2 separate regions of the Danio rerio genome follow, and region 2 is linked to region 1. The links are chromatin contacts, called in public HiCAR-type maps. All regions are on one chromosome and are shown on one strand. The core of a region is the stretch at or near the end of the contact, and the rest is flanking DNA. Distances in the headings are between cores, read along the strand shown.

The links. HiCAR-type assays count read pairs that join an accessible place to other places.
Region 2: a contact with region 1 is called in a HiCAR-type map of caudal fin, with 6 times the contacts expected there. The contact joins the promoter of hadh here to the promoter of tsga10 in region 1. A contact is called at or near these places in 5 of 18 Hi-C or Micro-C datasets (caudal fin, embryo, hematopoietic stem cells and 1 more) and 3 of 4 datasets of contacts at active chromatin or transcription factors (caudal fin, embryo and gastrula embryo).

Annotation. Positions count from the first base shown.
Region 1 is chr1:52,963,988-52,969,501 of GRCz12tu, forward strand. tsga10 (testis specific, 10) reads left to right here and starts at 2,337. Exons shown (of 16, transcript NM_001077289.2): 1 at 2,337-2,417; 2 at 2,784-2,939. The coding sequence starts at 2,337. It also overlaps a transcript of slkb not described here.
Region 2 is chr1:53,231,216-53,236,729 of GRCz12tu, forward strand. It overlaps hadh (hydroxyacyl-CoA dehydrogenase), which reads right to left and starts at 2,245. Exons shown (of 8, transcript NM_001003515.1): 1 at 2,101-2,245. The coding sequence starts at 2,217. It also overlaps a transcript of gstcd not described here.

The sequences.
Region 1 (5,514 bases), core at 1,087-3,586:
TATTGTATAATCGAATTTTAAATTTGATATAACGTTAATACACTTAGGTTTATACTTTTGGACACATTCTGATTTACGGAATACTAATTGTGTATGGTTTTGAATACCAGCTATAAGTTTTTGATTGCTTGAAAGCCACTTTATTTTAATCCGTTTTTATTTTTATTCTGTTTTTATTAATAATTCTACATTTATTTATTTGTTTACCTTGCTTCACCTCACTGCTCCATCTAAACGTTAAACTTTAAATGACTGAATGTGACTACAACTTGTAGTCAAGGCAACGGACGCAAACGGAGGCAGATACCGGTTTCTGATTGGTTGTCGTTACTCTGATCCTTTGACTGACAGTTTCATCCTGTCTTGTGATTGGTCAGCGTGGATGTTTATCCCTCAGGGTAAAGAGCTTGTTGAGATTTACTTTAACACGCTTGCTTTCGTTTACCAGACCCACTAGAAGAGGTAACAGCATCGAATTTACACAAAAATACTTTGTTTTCTGCGTTGTATAATTCATTTGCAGCTTTTATCTCACAGGCTTATGTTAAATGTAACTTTTTTCGTGTTAATGACTTTTCGAGCTTAGTATTGCATTGAAGCAAGCCACATTTAGGGCAGGCTGTGCCTTGTAACTGACGTTATTATCAATATTCTCTAAAATAGCAAAATACTTCATAAGTTTGACCTCATATTCTTGTTAATAACTGATTTTTATTGTTATATCGTGCAACCGTAGTATTTGAGTTGCCATGACAACCTCTGTCGCCTTTTGAAGTTTATTTAATTAATTTTGCTTGTATTGAAAATATTTTATTGCAAGTTTTCTAGAAACTTATGTTAACATTTTAAATATGCACCAATTTGCCTAATTTTTTACACAAAATGTCTGAATATTGGAGAAAGTGATATAGGTTATTTGACATCAGCATCAGATTGTTTACTTAAGGTATTATATTGTATATAATCAGGCATATTATTTATGATTTTTTAATCTCAAATTTACAGTATAAACGAGTCTTCATAGTCCATAGGATAAAATAATATGTTAGCTATAATAAAGGATAGGCAGTATCCCTGATACGTCTATTTCAGATACGTATTTCAAATACAAAATAGTATTTTGAAATTTGAAAAAGGTCGCTGGTTCGAGCCTCAGCTGGGTCAGTTGGCATTTCTCTGTGGAGTTTGCATGTTCTCCCTGTGTTGGATGGACCTTCACAAGTCCAAAGACATGTAAATTGGGTATGCTAAAATTGACCGTAGTGTTATGTGTGTGAATGAGTGTGTATGGATGTTTCCCCAGTGATGAGTTGCAGCTGGAAGGGCATCCGCTGTGTAAAACATATGATGGATAAATTGGCGGTTCATTTCGCTGTGGCGACCGCAGATTGGTGAAGGGACTATGCCGAAAAGAAAATGAATGAATGAATATTTTGTAATTTGTATTTGATAGAGATATAAGACGCAATGAAGAGATCAACTATATTCTAACTTATTATCTACATTGCATGGTTTTTACATAAAGAGATCATCTTTAAGACAGGACAAAATTTATGCTAAAATGAAAGAGAAAGTTTGTTTAATGGTGAAGGGATTGATCAAATATGCCCGTTGATGGAAGGTTTGTGAAGAAATGTCATGCTCCCTTGTAAAAGTATTTTTTATTTTCAAAATACAAAGATACAGTATTTTATTTTGATACATTTGTTGCTGCTGTATTTTGTTGTTTATTTTGATACTTGTAAAACTGAGGTATTTTATTTTAAAATACATTTCAATGTATTTTTGCCTATCCCTGGCTATAATAATATACAGGAAGATATATATTAAAAGTGTATGCCAATTCTTTCACTGTACATAGTGTAAATCTACAGCTAAAGTTTTCTATATTTACATAGCTAAGCATTTTTAATATCTTGTAGTTTGTTCAAATTTTCTATAGTTATATTTTCTATAGCTAAAGCCTGTCTGTATTTAATTTTTTCTTTTATTTCAGAATTTATTTCTTGTTTATAATCTAGTTCATGGGCAGTTGTATAAGCATTTCACTGCATGTGCATGACTGTATGTGAAAAATAAAATATGAATTTGAAAATTTCAAGTTGTAGTAACATTTTTGATCCAACAGGGGGCAGCAGAAACCGTCAAAACTGGGTCAGAGAGCCTGTGGTGATAACCCTGGTAGCTGTTGCTTTATGCTATAAACGCTAGGTTAATCTTTTAAAGTAGGTGTCTCATATGTATCTGTAATTTTCTTTACATCTGTATGTATGGATGTATTTTTATTCATTCCATGTCTGTTTCACAATATTCTGATTTAGGAGGAACTGTAAGAGATGTTGAGGCCTCGTCGCTCCACCAGCCCTGTCAAAGGGGCATCGACTCACCGCAGTCCTGTCAGACACTCACCTGTTAAAGTACTATGAACAGAAATTTTTAAAACTTAATTTGCAAAAAAATAAATATTTGTTTTCTTGATATATTTTTCTGAATTGTGGAGTGATTAAAATATTTCCACCAATATGTTAAAATAAAAAAAATTAAAAAAAAATAAACATGAATTCTGACTTGACTTCAGATTTGTGTTCCAGAAATGTATGTATTTAAACATTTTAAACACTTGTAATACAAAAAAGATGTTTGCAATTCTGAATGTAATATATCAACTAGGGAAATAGGACGTTAGCTATTCGTTTTTATAATCCTATTCTCCTGCAGTGCCTTGTCTTAATACTAACTCCTTTATTCTTTTAATGCTGAGTCGACTTTCTGTTTTATTTAAGGGCGGCTCATTTGATTCAGAGCTGATGAGGGTGTTACGAGAAAGAGATGAGCTGCAGAACATGCTGGACAAACATGAGCGGCATCTCTCAGAGACCCAGGCCAATGTTAAAGTGCTCACAGCTGAACGTGACAAGACCCGAATGCACTACCAGCAGGTAGATTAACTATTATTATTATTGTAAAAATTATTATTATTAATCAAATTAAATTAAATGTATGTGTAAATTTAGGATTTGAAACACACACAAACATTATAAAACAGAGCAAAAAGTTCACATACTTGACACTGACACTGAGGTACTGAATATGAATTGAAATAGTATCAGATGTCCAGTTCGATTTTGATTTGCAAATATTAAATCTGATTTGATTCTCTAAAAGGAATGAAAGAATGTTTATTTAATGTTTTATACTATTTTGGTATCACTTTATTTTGATCCATTGGTTACATTTGGTTATATTGCATCTACATGGCAACTAATTCTCATTAGATTATAAGTAGACTATTAGGTTGGGGTTCGGTTTAGGGTTAGGGTTATTGTAAGTTGATATGTACTTGCAAAGTTATATATAGTCAGTTAAACGTCAGTATTAACAGATTTTAGCAGACAGTCAAATGAGAAGTAATTGGCATGTAGTTGCAATGCAACTTTTAGTCATGCACAAATTGCAAATAGGGACCATCAAAATAAAGTCTTACTGAATATGAACTTAATATTTTATACTATTATGTACTACAATCACAATTAAATCTATAAAACTATATATTTCACATATATTTATTACATATCAGGGTTTAACACTAAGGATTTTTCCTACTGGCCCGTTTGGACCAGTGGCTCAGATTTTTACTTGCCCTGTCAAAATTTTTACGGGCCACACCAAAACAACAACAAAAAAAAAAGGTAATTGCTTTTTCTTAGCCACATATATTAAAAATGTGTCACAAAATATTGTCTGTTAATCTAGAATTTAAATATTTTAAAAATGTTAAAATATTTAGCAGTAAAATATAGTGTGGAAAATGTGCAGGTATTTTATTGCAAAACAAAAGGTGGCTGACTTAAAAGTGACGGCAAATCGTAAGTAAAACATCACTTCATTTTTTTCATCATGTTGTACCCATCTAAATGTTTCCACAACGTTAAAAGCTGACGTTTTCTTTTAGCTTCATAATTTGATATTGTGATTATGTTGCTGTCTATTAAAATTTAGTGACGAGGCAGCACTGCACCAATCGGGCCAGTAACGATTCCATCTACTGTCCCGAGGACCTCTTACGCTGGCCCTGGGCCATCGGGCAGTCCTTATTGATGAGCCCTGCATATTAAATTGCATTTCTGTCAATTAATTATAGTAATACCACCCCCTCTATATTTTGTCTACAAAGAGTTGCAAAAAATGCCAAAACATTCATTCATTTTCTTTTCGGCTTAGTCCCTTTATTAATCTGGGGTTGCTACAGCAGAACGAACCACCAACTTATCCAGCATATGTTTTACGCAGCGGATGCCCTTTCATCCTACGGTCAATGTTAGCATACCCAAAAATGCTAAAACATAATAAAAAAAGAATCATTCTTCTTCGGTTTCTGTGTTTAAGTTCAGTGTTTTCACTTTTATGGCAAATAATTGGTTCCCTTACTGTGAAATAACTGAAAATAAAAATAGGAGGCTGAGAAAAAGGCTCTTATTAGATAACAATTTCTTGAAAGTCTCATTTTGTTTAGTTTGGCTGGAATAAAATTAAATTTTTATTAAAAACTATTTTAGAGTTAAAGTAATTAACCTAGTTATGCACTTTACACTAGTATCTTGGAAAATAAGTCATGTCATCATGACAAAGACTAATGAAACCATGTATTCATTCATTTTCCTTCAGCTTAATCCTTTTATAGCACCATTTTTTACGCCACCATTTTTGGTCTGAAAGGTTCCTTAACCATTTACTTGCAAAATATCACATCTATAATTGCAAATTCTCCAATAATAAAGGTATTTTTATGGTATCCATAAAATAATTGCAACAATATTTTGAAACACTCTCTGGTTCAGGTAACACTAGCCTTGGAAAACATGATCTTGTCATCCCCTATTTAAAAATCCCCTGTTACATCAGTACCTCATTTTGAATTGCTTACACTCTTTGTATCTTATTTGTATTTTGTGCTTTATTTTAGATACACTCAATGGCCACTTTATAAGGTACACCTTACTAGTACTCGGTTGGACCCCCTTTAAATCCTTTGTGGTATAGATTCAACAAGGTATTGGAAATATTCCTCAGAGATTTTGGTCCATATTGACATGATAGCATTATACAGTTGCTGCAGATTGAATTTCCCATTCTATCACCCAAAGGTGCTCTGTTGCATTGAGTTCTGGTGACTGTGGAGACCGTTTGAATACAGTAAACTCATTGTCATGTTCAAGAAACCAGTCTGAGATGATTCACGCTTTATGACATGGTGCGTTATCCTGCTGGAAGTAGCCATCAGAAGATGGGTACACTGTGGTCATAAAGGGATGGACATGGTCAGCAACAATTCTCAGGTGGGGTGTGGAGTTGACACAATATTCTATTGGTACCTCTGGGCACAAAGTGTGCCAAGAAAATATCCACCACACCATTACACCACCACCAGCCTGAACTATTGATACAAGGCAGGATGGATCCATGCTTTCATGTTGTTGATGCCAAATTCTGACCCTACCATTCAATAACACTGCA
Region 2 (5,514 bases), core at 995-3,494, 270 kb after region 1:
TTTATATAAACACGATTATCTTTATAATGAAATAACAAATTGTGGTTATGTGTAAATGAAATGACGAATAACAAATGTAACAGGACATTAAATTACTTACTTTTTATTTCTTTGCATTTAACTTTGTAACACTATGAACTTGTGCATCTCCTCACGGTTTGGGTCTCATTTTGTGAGCCAGCTGACAACAGTTGATCACTCCCCTCCTTTTCCCCTGCTCTACCAGCCACGCCCACTCCTCTCTCTGCTCATAGAGCTTCAGCCCATCTAAGCATTTCTTGAAAAAATTCGGAGGTAGACTTGAACCAAAAGAGGGCGATTTTAAGACCCTTTAAGAACAAAACAACTTGGCTGAGCTCACAGAAATTGCAGATCAAATAAGACTGGAGTTTAATTTCATTTGTAACACTTTCTTTTGTGCAGTAGTGAAGAAAGTTAAACAGAAGTGGAAAACCTTGTGTCATAAATTAATACACAAGGAAAAATGTTTGATTGACTACTATTTCTGTGCAACAAGCAAGTCAGTTCTGCAGTGCCATCATGTGTACCAGCAGGGAATGTGTTCTTCTTTAGGCACAATCTAATGTCAGGGAGCGATGCCATTCTGCACGTTCACTCAGTTCATTGCCAGTGGAAAAAAAACACTTGGCATAAATGTCCTGAAAAATGCTGGCAATGTTTAGGTTTCCACTTAAAGGCACGGTTAACATGATTTTTATTTGCTCAATTTCTTCCCTCAAGTGGTTCCAAGCTGCTTTTCTTGTTAAACACAAGTGAAGATATTTTGAAGAAAGCTGCAAACCACCAGTAACCACCATTGACTTACATAGTTGCAGATTAATGCTTGCTGGTTAAGGTGCATAATGGTTGCAGGGTTTTACCATTTTTCAAAACCTCTTCTTTTGTGCTTTAGAAAGAGCGTCAAAGAGGTAAATGGTGAGGCATTGATGACCATTTTCATTTATGGGTGAAATATCCATTAAATTACTCCAGGTAGTTCTTCTTATGATAAAGCAACTTTGTTTGTATTAATTTTAAACAGTTTTCTTGCTTAAAAAAAATGAACTAGCCCATTTGCTTTATTATTAATAATAATAATAATAATAATAATAATAAATAATAAATCTGAATCAGATATAAAATGAAAATCAAGATTGGTGCTATTAAAACTAAACTTTAAACATTTCACATTGCACAGATTTGGTAGATGTCAGCGAGTACAAAAACAGATAGATTGTTAATCAGTATTAAAATCATTGGTGCAAAGCTGGTTTTAGACTTTCTCCTTAATAGTATAATTTCAGAAAAGTATTATTTGCAAATCCTAAACATTAGCAGCCAATGACTATCAAAGTAAAACACTATTCACAGTAAAATAAATGGTGCCAATGTTGTTTTGAAGACATACTTGCATGTGATTTTAGACCGAAAACTCAAAGTAGCGTGGTTAACAATAGTTTCACAAGTTTACACTGTCCAGAAATAAATGAATGTGCGAATGAAAAACCATCTATATCTCTATATTTTAACCATACTGTATAAAGAAGAGGATGTTCAAATGTATCCCCAAGGCATTTACTTTCCTGCAGAGTATAGCTGTTATCCCGTATCAAACACACCTGAGCAGAGTAAACAATGACTTGGATCAATAGAAAGATCACAGAGAAGCTAGCTTGATCAGATCCAAACTCTGCAGGCCATTGAAACCTTCAGGACAAGAAAGAAATCCTGATAGAAAGATGCAGGAATTATGGTAAATGAAACTATTTTACTATTTATTTAAAGCAGTATGCATTATTACTACACTCCGTGTTTTTATGAACTTGGACCTTTAATGTGTGCTGGGTAAGTGGGTGAAAGGTCACTTGGTTAAGTTTGCAGACATTGTCAACGTATCTTTAATATGCAACATATTACACAACATCATAGACATAAATTCATAATTGTCATTGCATTGGATATACTGTACATGCATCATAAAACTAATAGAAAGTGAACTTATTGAGTGATAGCATTAGCTTGTAGCCTGGCTAGCCAGTTCGCTAACGTTAGATCTCTGCCGCTGAATGCAGTTGCCGTGTTTCGTTTACGATAACTTACTTGTGCAATACCAGCGCCCATCAGCCCACCTCCAATAACCGTGACATGTTTAATAGTATGATGTAAAGCTTGTGAAGATGAGAAGCTTCTGCTGAACTGCCGAGTAACGAAAGCCATGGCCAGTGTTTCACTTCGTCAGGCCAGCCGCCAGTTCAAAATGAACTGTCATTCTAGCCGCCCAGGTACTTTTGTAGTCGCTCATACACTGCGAATTTCGGTAGAGCGCTAAAAACTTAACTGAACACAAATACTGTTGCTGCTAACGCATGTTTTTTTAATGATAAATCGGCTTCTATCACGGTCTGATGATAAAAAATTTAATCACAACGAACTGAATAATAAATTAATGCAACTAAAAAAAATGTAAGGCTGCTTTATTCGTGTTTACAAAATAAAAGCCCTTCAAATCTCACTGACGCCACTACTTTGTCAGTGTTCAAAAATATTTAAAGGGGTCTCTTATCTTATAATTTCATATCAGATTCACATAATTCTTGATCATTAGATCGTGGTGATAGAAGCCGATCTATCATGACAATCATGCGTTAGCAGGCAGCAAATGTATTTGTGTTCAGTTTTTAGCTCTCTACCGTAATACGCAGTGTATGAGCGACCGCTAAAATATCTTGGCGGCTAGAATGACATTCCATTCCGTACTGGCGACTGGCCTAACCGCAGTAATCCGATGACAGATGCGCGTGCACAATCCTCTGCTAGAGCGCGTGCTCGAGAAGCAAAGGTGGAAAACATTTACATTTACATTTAGTCATTCAACAGACGCTTTTATCCAAAGCGACTTACAAATGAGGACAAGGAAGCAATTTACACAACTATAAGAGCAACAATCAATAAGTGCTGCAGGCAAGTTTCAGGTGTGTAAAGTCTAAGAAGGAAAGCATTAGTTTTCTTTTTTTTTTGTAATTAGTTGAGGAGTCAGAGAGGTAGTTGCATATTAGTAAGGAAAGTGGAGACTAAAAAGTTGAAAATAGCATTATATGGAAGCTCGTTCCCGCCACTGAAAAGAGTTATTGCTTGAAGCAAACTCGTAATTCAGATTTTCTGAAATTCTGAATTTGTGACTTAATTCTGAGAAATAAAGATGAAATTCTGAAAAATAAAGTCAGAATTATGAGATTTAATGTTGCAATTTCAAGTTATAAATTCAGAATTTTGACGTTATATATTACAAATCTGAGAAATTTTATATTTCATGACTTTATCATGCAATTGTGAGAAAAAGTCGGAATTCTGAGATAAAAAGTCATAATTGCGAGTTATATAAAGGAGTTTCCTGTTATGGAGACTTTTTGATCAGAATTTTTGACTTTATTAAGAATTCTGAATTTATATCTCGCAATTTCGAGTATACATCTCACAATTCTGAGAAAAAAAGTCAGAATTAGGTGATGCAAACTTACAATTCTGACTTTTCACAATAAATATAACTTTAAAGCCACAATACCTTTTTTTCCATTGGTGGGATTGACCTTCACAGAGACAGCATGCATTTTAAAGTGACATTTCTGATCTAAAGGAATGGTTCACCCCCCAAAAATAATAAAATGAAGTACTCACTTTTTACCAAGTGGTTATAAACATTAGAGTTTCTTTCTACTGTCTAACACAAAAGAAGATATTTTGAGGAGAGCTGAAAACCTTTAATCACCATTGACTTCCATAGTAGGAAAAACAAATGCTATAAGTCAATGGTTACAGGTTTTCAGCATTCTTCAAATTATCTTTTTGAGTATTTAACAGAAAAAAAAGGTTTAAAATAAGTGAAGAGAGTAAATAATAACATTTCAGATTTGTGATGAACTATCCCTTTAAATCTGATAGTAATCTAAGAAATTATGTAAACATAAATTTTATCATTATAATAATGATCTAACAAACAGTAAAATGTCAAACCTTTTTCAATATTTAGATAACTACCGTACACCCCATTGTAGCACACCTAATTTCCACCTGAATTAATATACTTTTGCTAATAAATATAAAAGCATGTAGTTGTTTTTCAAGAAGCCAAACCAAGATGCCACTTCTGAATATAAAATGTGACAAAATCAGACAAATATGGCTTTCCAGCAGAATATTTTATTATGCATCATTTATTTTTATTGTGCATTCAAGCAGTATTTTAAAGTCAGATAATAGAAAAAGTGCGAAAATACTGTGCATATAGGACACGTGAAATTCTAGATATGAAAATAGCTTCAGCAAGACAAAGCTGGTCATTTTATTCCAAAAATTATTGATATTTGACACAGCCAAATGACATCAGAAATAATATGAAATATCTGAAATGACTCTTCCCGGAAATGTTCATGACTTTGAGTCAGAAAAAAAGAGTTATTCTGAAATAATAATAGAAACTTCAGGCACAGGACCGTTTTCAAGCCCATAGTTTAACATTCAAAAATAGTTTTATTATAATACTAAACCGTGCAATAGTTCGCATTTGAAATAATTTTCTGCTGTCATTCCACAAAATAATAGTGTTAACAGTCTGATAGTAGTACAGTAGTCAATAATCAGTCTCAAAAATGATGTGTTATTAGATTGAAAGAGTTCAAATACTTCGGTAAAAAATACCTGCTAATTAACATTTGTCTGTAGTTTGCTATCCCTGGATGTTTAATAACACTTAAAAATTGCATTAAGGGACCTTGATCTCTGCAAAAAAATGAGTTTAAATAGACTATTAACAAACATTCCTGTAGCCCCAAAAGGTCAAGCTGTAGGTGAATTGAATACACTGAATTAGCCGTAGTGTATGAGTGAGTGTGAATGTGATTGGGTGTTTTCCTGTCCTGGGAAACGAACATTCAGCATATTTCTGCATATATTCTGTGAAGAAATGGCAAAAAACGAGCATATTCTGCTCATTACCTTGTTTTTTCATGATCAATATAGACGTTAGAGGTTAGGCAATATCTGAACAATAAAAATAGATAGTGTTTATTTTAACTGCACAAACCAGAACAAATCCAGCACAACTGAATGACACCAGTTTGGTGAGATTTTGAGGAAATGGGGCGGAAAGTGACGTCATGGCTCATGAAATATTGTGGTTATATCTAAACGAGGAAAATAAATACAGTGGTTGTTTTAACGGGACAAAACCAGCACAAATCAAGCACAAAGGAATGACACCTGTTTTGTGCTGATTTAGAGGATATGGGATGGAGAGTCACGTCACGGCTCCCAAAATATTTTGGTTATATCTAAATGAGGAAAATAGATACAGTATTTGTTTTAATGAGACAAACCAGCACAAATCGAGCACAAAGGAATGACACCAGTTTTGTGTCATTTAGAAAACCTGGGGTGGAGAGTGACGTCACGGCCCACGAAACATTTTGGTTATATCTAAACATCGGAAACAGATAAAGTGTTTGTTTTATGGCCACA